2 separate regions of the Gossypium hirsutum genome follow, and region 2 is linked to region 1. A link is a contact called in public Hi-C data. All regions are on one chromosome and are shown on one strand. The core of a region is the stretch at or near the end of the contact, and the rest is flanking DNA. Distances in the headings are between cores, read along the strand shown. Region 1 holds the start of LOC107961963 (pyruvate, phosphate dikinase regulatory protein 1, chloroplastic). Region 2 holds the start of LOC107961968 (probable dolichyl-diphosphooligosaccharide--protein glycosyltransferase subunit 3B).

Region 1 (4,942 bases), core at 1,374-3,873:
ATATGATTGCGCACACCACCAAATCGTTGCCGCTAGCACCATTATCATGTCATTGCGTTAGAAGGTCTCATTTGAAAATCCTTTCTTCTTTTCTTACAATTAAATGCTAAAAACTAAGTTCTTCCATTACGGGGTTAAAATTTTAGTTTGGTAAATTTTATGGCCTTAAATAATTCTTTTGTTTCAAATCTACCTAAGTCAGTATATCTCTTAAAAGTGAGAATTCTCAAGGGAAATTCTCCAAGGCACCAAAACAAAGCCAGAACAAACTCAAAAGAAAAAAGTACTTGAATCAAACTAAAAATACGAAAACAATGCACGCAAGGTGTTTGAGTAAATGCTCTCAAATATATTCAATAGCAACGAATGGGATGATTACAAATGAAGTACTCTATTTATAGTTGAGCTCTCCCAAATTCAATGGTATAATTTAAACTACACCGATGATAAAGATTAAAGACTATCTACAAGATGAGAGTCCTAAGGGATTTAAACTTTATACAATTTTATCCCTTAGGATTTACAATATTCACCATGGTAACTCTAGTTTTATTGGAGTGTTCCACTAGGCCCCTAAGACTTTAAGTAGATGGACTTCTCCATATGTTTCACGAATTGAGCTAATTCAAGTGGATCAAATGAACCCCATGAGACGTTTTGTGTGCATTTGTCATAAGTTTCGACCCGTGGCTTGTTGACCTGCCATTAATTATAATGGTAGTTTAAATACATTTTGGCACTTGACAAAACTTATTTTCTTGACATTTTATAATTAATTATTAAATTTCTAATATTAATAGCTTAGAATCTATATATTAATAAAATAAGTGTTTTGACACATTTTCTAATGTTTCGATGATTCGTAAGGCCAACATGGGTCTCAGGAGTGATTAATGGGCTAATTAAGTGTGTAGGATGCCAATTCAAGTCCAAGAATACAAGGAATAATCATCGGGCTGCAAGACAAGGGAGCCCAACAGAACAAAGAAGTTGTCAATGCTAAAAAGCATTTCATCTCGTGACGAGGAATTTCCCCTTGTCATGGCGACGCGACGATCATCAGAAGGCATTCACGATAGCGATGTTGTGACGAAGAGTCATTTTACGTCAGGATGACTTGACAAAGGCAGGCCAAAATGAGCTAAATCCTAGGACGAAACTCTTGGGATATTTTCATATTTAGACCCTAGCAATCTAAGATTATATTGTATTAATTAGTATCTAAATGTATCTTGTGTTATGTGGGCACCAAATAGCTTGTAGCCTATATAAGTAACTTTAGGGTAATCGGGATTGGTAGACAGGACGGTGTAGACTTAGACAGATAGTTTTTACTATTCAGTTTTCTTTGTATTTTATTTTGATGTTCGCTTAGTTGGAACTTATCTGTTCCGATGTGAAAACAATTACGAGCGAAGATTGCTCTGGATCTGCGCTTCAATATATTTATCAATAAGCATTCTCTTCACTCTTCTATTTTATTATTTTATTTATATTTCATTAATCTGATCAATTAACATTTGTATGAATATTAGAATAATTTCTTGTGCTTTATTCATATCTTGCATGATTCGATTATTAAATTGATTTATCTGTTAAGTGGTTATTTATCTGAAATTGGTTGTTTATTCAAGAGTACTTAGTATATTAGGGAGAGACGCCCCTGATAGAATATCTAGACAGGTGAGACCGAAAGGGTATCTTGTCGTTTATACCTTGTGCCAAACAATGAGTTTGAGAGGGTATTCGTATGCCTAGGAAGAGACTAAAAGGGTGACTTAGGTAGTAATCCTTAGTGAAGATGAGACCGAAAAAGTATTTTTAACTAAGAGTGATAAATAACTCAATCGATGATAATTAATTATTTAATTAGATAAGCTAGAGGCTCGCATTGCCAACACTAGAAAATGGAAATTCCCTTAGGTTAATTTTAGATTAATTAATTTCATTAGTTTAATTAATCTTTTAATTTGGATTCACACTACTAATTTGTGACTTGATTAGATTAGTAATTATTTTCTATAGTTAATTTAATAATAAGTTTCTCCAATCTGCAATCTCTTGGGTACGATCCTCAGAATACTTATTGGTGTTCTATTGTAACGCTTACTATATTACATTTGACATGTACATTTGCAGATACCGCACTTAAATATTTATATTTTTATTTGCACATTTTTAACTTTAAACGTTCGCACATTTAGATGCGGTCTCCTATCACACTTGCATCCAATTATTATGTAATTAACCTCCACTAAGTGAATAAACTTAACACAAAACTTAAAAAAAAATGAAAAGTAATATTTAATTAATATTTTAAGTGACATCAAAATGTTTACGTATTGTAGTTAGTTATCATGCTAGTCTCACACACTAGAGGCCCCCAGTTCAAACTCGGGCCCAGACATGTTTATTCTCTTTTGTGATTTCTTTTTGGTGGTCTCTCAGTATGGCATGCATAAACCGACATCAACACCTTCTCTCATGAATGTTACCATAAAAAAGGCATTATGTGATTGGATCCACTTCCCCATAGTTTGGAGGCTCTTTTATCCATTTTATTTTGTTTAAACTACATGCAATATTCTCTCAATCCTCCCATTAACTCATTTAAAGCCCTCACTGAAATTTTCATGCACCAAACAATGGGTTCAACTTCCTATTGAATTCGCATTTATATCCAAGAATCCATATCCCTCCCATCATTTCCCAATAAAGTGAGATCCTTGTAATATGATGAAAGATGAGAATCAAATTGATGTTTTTATTTCAAATGGGAATAAATATCTTAGATTTTTAATATCCAATTCAGTCCAACTTAGTTGGTGGGTTCATATTTCATTAACCTATTGTTTGGATTTTGCTACCATTTTTTGGCCCGAGATCCTTCCACCTCATAATTTTCAGACAGGTAAATAAAATTAGATTACAAGAAAAGCAAATGAAGCAAAACTAAGAATGCTCGCTTGTCCTTGCTCCGCCTTCAACCTCCGGGCCACGGCCACCCCGGCCAATCCCGATATTTCCGACCCAGAACCCGAGCCCAAAGTTCGGAAACTAAAAGGTAGCCCACAGTTCAACAGATGGTACCGTGCACGAGCCTTAAGGTCGGGCCACAAGCTTGAACGACCGAGCCACGGGACTGGGGCGCTTGAGGTGAACCCCTCAGCTCAACGAATCAGTGAGACCTTGTCTTTGGAACCCACTTCAACGGCAAATGACAGCGATCGTGAGGTGGAGGTAACAGACTCGGGGAAGCCAATTTATATGGTATCTGATGGAACTGGATGGACGGCGGAGCATTCCGTTAACGCAGCGTTGGGGCAGTTCGAGCATTGTTTGGTGGATCGTGGTTGTCCCGTAAATACCCATCTCTTCTCTGGGGTATGTTTGTTTCATATTTCAGAACTTGTTTCAGTTACTAATTAATCCAAGTTTAGTTGTTATTCAAGTTGATGTATTTGTTGTAGTTAGTGATGAAACTAGAACTTGTAGTGTTTTAAAAACTGGGAAATCATTTAGATTGGTTGAATGACAATGATGATCTGCAATTGTTCAGATTGATGATGTTGAGAGATTGATGGAGATTATAAAGCAGGCAGCCAAGGAAGGTGCATTGCTTGTATATACTTTAGCTGATCCTTCCATGGCAGAGTCCGCCAAGCAAGCTTGCAAATTGTGGGGTATACCATCGACGGATATATTGGGTCCAATTACAGAGGCTATTGCTGCTCATTTAGGTGTCTCACCTTCTGGTCTTCCCCGTGGAGCAGCTGGAAGAAACATCCCTCTCTCAGATGAATACTTTCGGCGGATTGAAGCTGTTGAATTTACAATCAAGCAGGATGATGGGGCTCTACCTCAAAACTTAAGCAAGGCTGACATTGTGCTCACAGGTGTTTCTCGTACTGGGAAGACGCCGTTATCAATTTATCTAGCACAGAAAGGATATAAAGTAGCCAATGTGCCTATTGTGAATGGAGTGGCTTTGCCAAAGGGACTTTTCGAAGTAGACCCTGAGAAGGTTTTTGGTTTGACTATTAATCCCTTGGTCTTGCAAACTATTAGGAAAGCAAGGGCTAAGAGTCTGGGTTTCGGTGACAATGCAAGGAGTAACTACTCGGAGATGGCTTATGTGAAAGAGGAGTTGGAGTTTGCTCGCAAGGTTTTTGCTCAAAATCCTACATGGCCAGTCATCGGTAAACATAATTAATTTACTTATTTTTGTTTAACTCTCCCAACTGCTTTGATTCCTTGACATGGAGATACTTAGAGATCATTATTAAGCTTAAGATGATTAAAAATATGGTAAATTTTGATATTAAGCAGTTAAAGATGTTTGACATATTCATCTGATGAACCTTGGGCTCACCTACTGGTCCTTATCCTTGCAGAAGTTACTGGTAAAGCAATTGAAGAAACTGCTGCTGTTATATTGAGGCTCTACCATGACCGTAAGCAAAAGTGTTCAATGCCACGAATATCAAAACGTTACTAATGAAGTCATGAGATGGAAAATTACTTTTTCTCCAGGTATGCTGGAGTAATAGGACTTTGCTGCCTTGTAACTACTGAGAAAGGAGGGGGGGGGGGTTTGATGAAATTAGTTACAATTTACATGTACAATGCCAGTGCTTTACTGGTTATGAACTATAATACTAACTACTATTCTATAATGATGCAATACAACTATGTAGTTTACTTATGCAGTTTGTCCTACAACAAACTTTTCTTTCTGTCAATTTAACATATAAAGATTCTTAATAAAGTGGCAGCCATTATGTGTTACAAGTGGTTTTTATTATTGAAAATATATTCTAAAGGGGCTACTTCATTATCTTCCGAACCTGATATATTGATTGTTGAGGAAATTAGTACCAGAACGAGTGCAAGGTCTAGCTTGTCTTTAATCATTCGTTTATTATTTTGGTTTATTTGAGTC
Region 2 (5,547 bases), core at 1,900-4,399, 240 kb before region 1:
TGTATATGTGTGTATCAAAAAAAAAAACCCCATTTACATCATTTTGATTCGGGCTTTTATAGCCACTGAAAATATATTTACAATCTTTATTTCCTGCTATATTTGCGTTGTCTTTGTTGTTTCTTTCCTTTTGCAGGCGAGTGAAGATCCGGTGACGAGGGGTTGGCACGCTGATTACGGCGCGAGATGAGGCCTGGTTGCTGACTTCGGCGTGACGATTGGGATCAGGCTTGCGGCGCAAATGTTTCTGGAAACCCTAGGGTTTCCTGATTTGGTTTAGGCATTGGGCCATCCTGGGCCTCGCTGATTTGGGTCTAATTTGGGTATTCGAGCTAAGGGTTTTAGGTGTATGTGGGCTACTAGTGTCTCTTGTAAATGGGCCATAGATAGTGCTCAAGCTGGGCTATGTCTATAGGCTATCAATTTGGACTTGTAAAAGGACTTTTATTATTTTTTGTTTTTGTCTTTTATTTATTTTATGGACCGGGCAAATTTGAGTTATTACAATATGCTTAACAAAATCTTTCTTCATAATCACCCTCTTTAACATATGAACCAAAAGACGATCACCCTCTTTAACAGAGAGCAACATTAAGTGATCTCCAGAACAACTCAAAAGATTATTGACCAAGTTATCACCTTTCAAAGCCTTAACACTAAATGAAATGCTGTTGACCGATTTGATCAACAGGCAAAACTTCAAATATAAAATCCACCGCATTTCATGCAAGAAAACAAATCAACAGTTGCATCGACAAAGAAGTAACAAGAAATTTTCCAATGCCCAGCCAATTTGAACAACCCAGGGAACTTCAGGCATACACGAAGTACTAACACCAACAATTAACACAACTTATTCCTTTTAGTTTTACTATATATAAACAACTTCAAGTTTTGTTTATCAAGCTATAGAAATATCAAGATTTCCAAAACTTAGATACAACAGGATGAACCCAAAACAAATAAATATGGGAAAAGAAATATAGTCAGCAAGTTTTACATAAAATTCCCTACTGCTCCTCTTAAACAGTTTGCTGGAACATAAACCGGTTTCTTGGATTATCATATGCTACATGGAGCATAAGCCATAAAAAATAAGGCCTTCAGAGTTAGTCTGCAGTCACTCAGAAAGGATATTTACCACTCTAGAACTAGATGAGACTACTAATCATCAAACACCTTAAGTTTTAACATGCTACTGACGTGACAAGACCATAAATTTTGGTATGTGATGCCCAACTTGGGGAACTTAGACCTAAACAACTCTAACAAGAGTCAGGAAAGGTAAAAATGTGTGGAAAGCTTAAACTTAACTGAGCCATTAAAGCTTGGTCTGAGAGGGATCATGTAACTCAATACTAACAAACTGCTACCAACCCAAAAAGCCTCCAAGATTTAAGCCAGATTCAGCATCATCGTCAAAAGGGCTTAAATATAGTTCTAAAGTAAATGAAGAAGATACCTATATGATTAACCTTTTCAAACCTAAACTATAACTCTCATATTCCACACGACCACTTTGCAGCTTACAATGTGAAATCCTACAAGATTATTGGTGCACAAAAGTAGAACAAGTATAAATAGAGAACTAAGTAAGGGAAGCCAATTTAATCCTTCACAAGATTACACCCTATGCGCATAAGCTTTCATTCATAAACTAAAGAAATTATCAAAGCTAAACATGTAAAACAAAGAATCTCTGAGAAATTTAGAACCATACGCAGCACCAAAAACAGGGCTAACTGGATGCGTAAATGTGGAATACTATAGTTAAGATTAGAAAATCTTTTAGGAAATGGATTTTTCATGGATGTCAACTTATAACAGATTAACGTTCTATAAGCTCAGTATTTTGCCCAAAGTACATTAAAACATCTAAAATTGATATCAAATTCCCAACTGAATCGAAACCATAGTTCGAATTATAGCAGCCTAAAAAAAAAAACAAAAAAGATGATGCCTTCAGTTCCAACTGGAAGGCCAGAATCCATGAATCCCATATCCAGTCTTCCAATTGTCCAAGAAAATCACTTTCTGCACCGCCCAAAAAGAAACGCAAATCGCAAAAACCATGGCCACACGCTTGGCTTTCGCGTTCTTAACATAAACAAGCAAATGGGTAACGAAAGCTAGCAATAATCCCACTATTGTATAAAGAAAACCCACCGCGAATCCTTCCGCCCCAAGCTGCATCCCCGATCCTTGGTAAAAGAAAATCAATTTGTTGGGATCGTTCCTATCCACCAAAAACATCGGCATTTTCCTTATTATATTATGCATTGCACCTGAAACGCTGAAAAAATAAATAAAAACGGCGCCGGAAAGCCAAATCTTGGGATCGTGCAAGAGGGTTTCCCCGGCGAAGATCTTTTTAGCGATGAACGGAGAAGAGATCAACAAAAGGGCAACGATCAGACCCATTTGAGTTTTCGAGAGAATAGGAGGACGATGGATGGGACCCACGGTGAGTTTAGTTCTGGACTCAACGAATTCGGCCATTGACTCAGCCAATCGAGAAAAATCGCCCTGGTCCATCTGTTCCGACTCATCTTTCAACGATTTTGCGGTGGGGCCGACGAGGCGGATGTGGGGAAGGGAGTTGACGCCGAAGAGGTGGAAAGAAGATTGAGATTCCCGGAACTCGATGTCGGCGAAGAAGAGCTTGGTGTTGGAGTTGTTGTGGTTGGTGATGAACGAAGAGGCGACGAGGGCGAACTCTTGGCGGAGCTCGCGGAGGTGGAGTTCGGTTTTATCGTGGAGTTGGGTGGCGTCGAAGAAGATGAGGATAGAGTAAGGGCGAGGGGTTTTGGGGGAGGTTAAGAATTTGGCGATGGTTCGGTCATCTAAGTGGATGACTCCTGATTTGGATTCGGACTGAAGGGCGCGGAGATCGGCCACCAGTTCTAATTCAGATTCAGATTCAGCAGTGGAAATGGCAAGGAATAGAGAAAGGGTGAAAAAGGAGAGTAAGAAGAGATAAGCAGAACTGGAAGGGATCGCCATTTCCTTGCTTAGCTTTCGGATTTGGGGATTGGCGACAAAGAGCTTCGGTCTTAACTTTTCTCCGGTTTTAAGTTTTAACATTCGTCTGGACAAGATGACTTTGACGCGTTGACTGACTTGACCTTGAGTTCCGGCTTAACGACGTCGCATCAGATGAAAGATCATTTGGGTCCATGTTCAGCTTAAAATGGGCTCGTTTGAATGGACTTCGAAAGAATATCATATGAGCCAGCTCTAAGCTCTCAAAAAGAAAAATTGACAGCTGTGGGATTTGAACCCACGCCCTTTCGGACCAAAGCCTAAATCTGGCGCCTTAGACCACTCGGCCAAACTGTCTCTAGTTGCCTCGTATTTAAAAGAAAACATATTTATGTATATGGTTAAAGGGCACCAGTTTGACTGCTAGAAGCCTAGGACCTACAACTAACTAGCAATAAGCTGATGAGCGTTGAAGTAATAGCTGTTTTTCACGTGCATAATCAACTTGCAAAGTCAGTGTTTTTCTTATTCCAAGTCAAGAATTTGGTAAAATTTTTATTTTTAATGGATTAAATAATTTCATTTTTACTTAATAATGATGTTATATATCAGGTATTTCAATTTTTTTTGGAGTATCGCATTAATTTGTTGAAATGTCTTCATACTTGGCATGGACAGTTGCATATGATCTTCTTACTTCATTAAATCCATACTTTTGGCATTCACTTTCAGTCCATCAAAAATGCAGCTTGTTGTGGGACCTTATGACCCCTAAAATTGGTCCCTAATGCCATGTGCTTGAGCACCTCTCCCAATCAACTATATAACAAGGTTTAGATTAGCATGTCTGGTCATGTTTACCAAGAAAGCAAGCTCTGCTTTTTCTGCTTTCTTTTCATTGCTTACTATTAAAAAAGGAACATTTTGTTTTTAATTTGTAATCTAAGTCCTTTTTTTACCTAAAGTTAAAGATTAAAGTGAGATTAATTTGCTTTAATTCAAAGTTTAAGCTGGTTGTTAGTCCCGAGTCCCGACCGCCAAATCCAGTGGTGAAATCCAAGATTTTCTGTGATTATTTTCAAGACAAACACAACAGTTCTTACATGTAAGAAATGGACCCACTCTCCATTTCTTTATACTGCCAATTCCTAATTGGAGGGCAGCCTGGCATTTCATTTATGTTCTCCATGGATCATTTATCGTACTTCATTTCCCTAAAATACCCTTCTTCACTTTGTAATTTGCATGATTTCTTGGATGGGTATATTGGTACATTCATCCATTAATAGACCAAAATAAACCTTGGTTTATTGGTGTGCCGCTTCACACATGTTCACATCAAGTGTCCAAATTCGAATACTCGTATATTTACCATCTCAAGATCCAGCAGAGAAGTGAGATCTCATCCTCTTCTTCCAAAAACAACACTTTGGGTCAACAAAATGGAGAAAGGGGTACTCTTCATTGCACTTCTAATATCTGCGTTTTACTCTTCATCTGAAGCAGCTGATTCACAAACTTCTTTCGAAGATAACTTCAGTATAATGTGGTCTGAAGATCATTTCAAGACCTCTGAAGATGGTCAGACCTGGTACCTCTCCTTGGACAAAGAAACAGGTTTGATACAATTTGATTGCGTTAAACAGTTGTGTTTGGTTCTAAACTTCTAATAACTTGCTTCAAATCCAGGATTTTAATCTGTTTCTATCTACTTCTAGGTTGCGGGTTTCAAACCAAGCAAAGATACAGATTTGGGTGGTTTAGCATGAAACTGAAGTTGGTCGGAGGTGACTCTGCTGGCGTTGTAACAGCTTACTATGTATGTTTTCCTGACAGTTGTTTAAATATTTTGTAACATAAGAGTTGTGTTTTCCATAGCTGAAGTTTAAAGAGTGGTGCAGATGTGTTCTGAGAACGGGGCAGGGCCAGAACGAGATGAACTGGATTTTGAGTTCTTGGGGAATCGAACAGGGCAACCGTATTTAATACAGACAAACGTGTATAAAAATGGTGTTGGAGGCCGTGAAATGAGGCACATGCTTTGGTTCGACCCCACTGAAGAGTTTCATTCATATTCCATTCTATGGAACAACCACCAAATTGTGTAAGTCTCGTATTATATCTTATACTCGTATCCGAATATATGCCTACTGAATTATTGCAAAACAGGTTTTTTGTGGATGAAGTTCCCATAAGAGTATTCAAAAACAATGGTGATGAGAAAAACGACTTCTTTCCCAGTGAGAAGCCAATGTATTTGTTCTCCAGCATATGGAACGCAGATGAATGGGCGACGAGAGGTGGGTTGGAGAAAACAGACTGGGAAAGAGCCCCATTTGTGTCGTCTTACAAGGATTTCAGCGTCGAGGGTTGCCAATGGGAAGACCCTTACCCTGCCTGTGTTTCCAGCACCACCAAGAACTGGTGGGATCAGTACAAGGCTTGGCGTTTATCTGATTCCCAGAAAATGGATTATGCTTGGGTGCAGAGGAACCTTGTCATTTATGATTATTGCAAGGATAATGAACGATATCCTAAATTGCCTGGAGAGTGTTCATTGAGTCC

The links. Hi-C and Micro-C count contacts between places; a contact is called where the count stands out from the background.
Region 2: a Hi-C map of leaf shows a contact between it and region 1, with 3 times the contacts expected there. The contact joins the promoter of LOC107961968 here to the promoter of LOC107961963 in region 1. A contact is called at or near these places in 17 of 34 Hi-C or Micro-C datasets (anther, callus, hypocotyl and 3 more).

What each region holds. Positions count from the first base shown.
Region 1 is chrA06:115,328,975-115,333,916 of Gossypium_hirsutum_v2.1, reverse strand. It overlaps LOC107961963 (pyruvate, phosphate dikinase regulatory protein 1, chloroplastic), which reads left to right and starts at 2,623. Exons shown (of 3, transcript XM_016898153.2): 1 at 2,623-3,384; 2 at 3,560-4,199; 3 at 4,395-4,705. The coding sequence starts at 2,959. The coding sequence ends at 4,498.
Region 2 is chrA06:115,572,857-115,578,403 of Gossypium_hirsutum_v2.1, reverse strand. LOC107961968 (probable dolichyl-diphosphooligosaccharide--protein glycosyltransferase subunit 3B) reads right to left here and starts at 3,149. Exons shown (of 1, transcript XM_016898156.2): 1 at 1,771-3,149. The coding sequence starts at 3,084. The coding sequence ends at 1,963. LOC107961967 (probable xyloglucan endotransglucosylase/hydrolase protein 8) reads left to right here and starts at 4,308. Exons shown (of 4, transcript XM_016898155.2): 1 at 4,308-4,599; 2 at 4,701-4,801; 3 at 4,884-5,086; 4 at 5,152-5,547. The coding sequence starts at 4,425. TRNAL-UAG (transfer RNA leucine (anticodon UAG)) reads right to left here and starts at 3,339; the gene lies at 3,260-3,339. It overlaps LOC121230704 (a long non-coding RNA gene), which reads left to right. Exons shown (of 2, transcript XR_005928796.1): 2 at 137-504.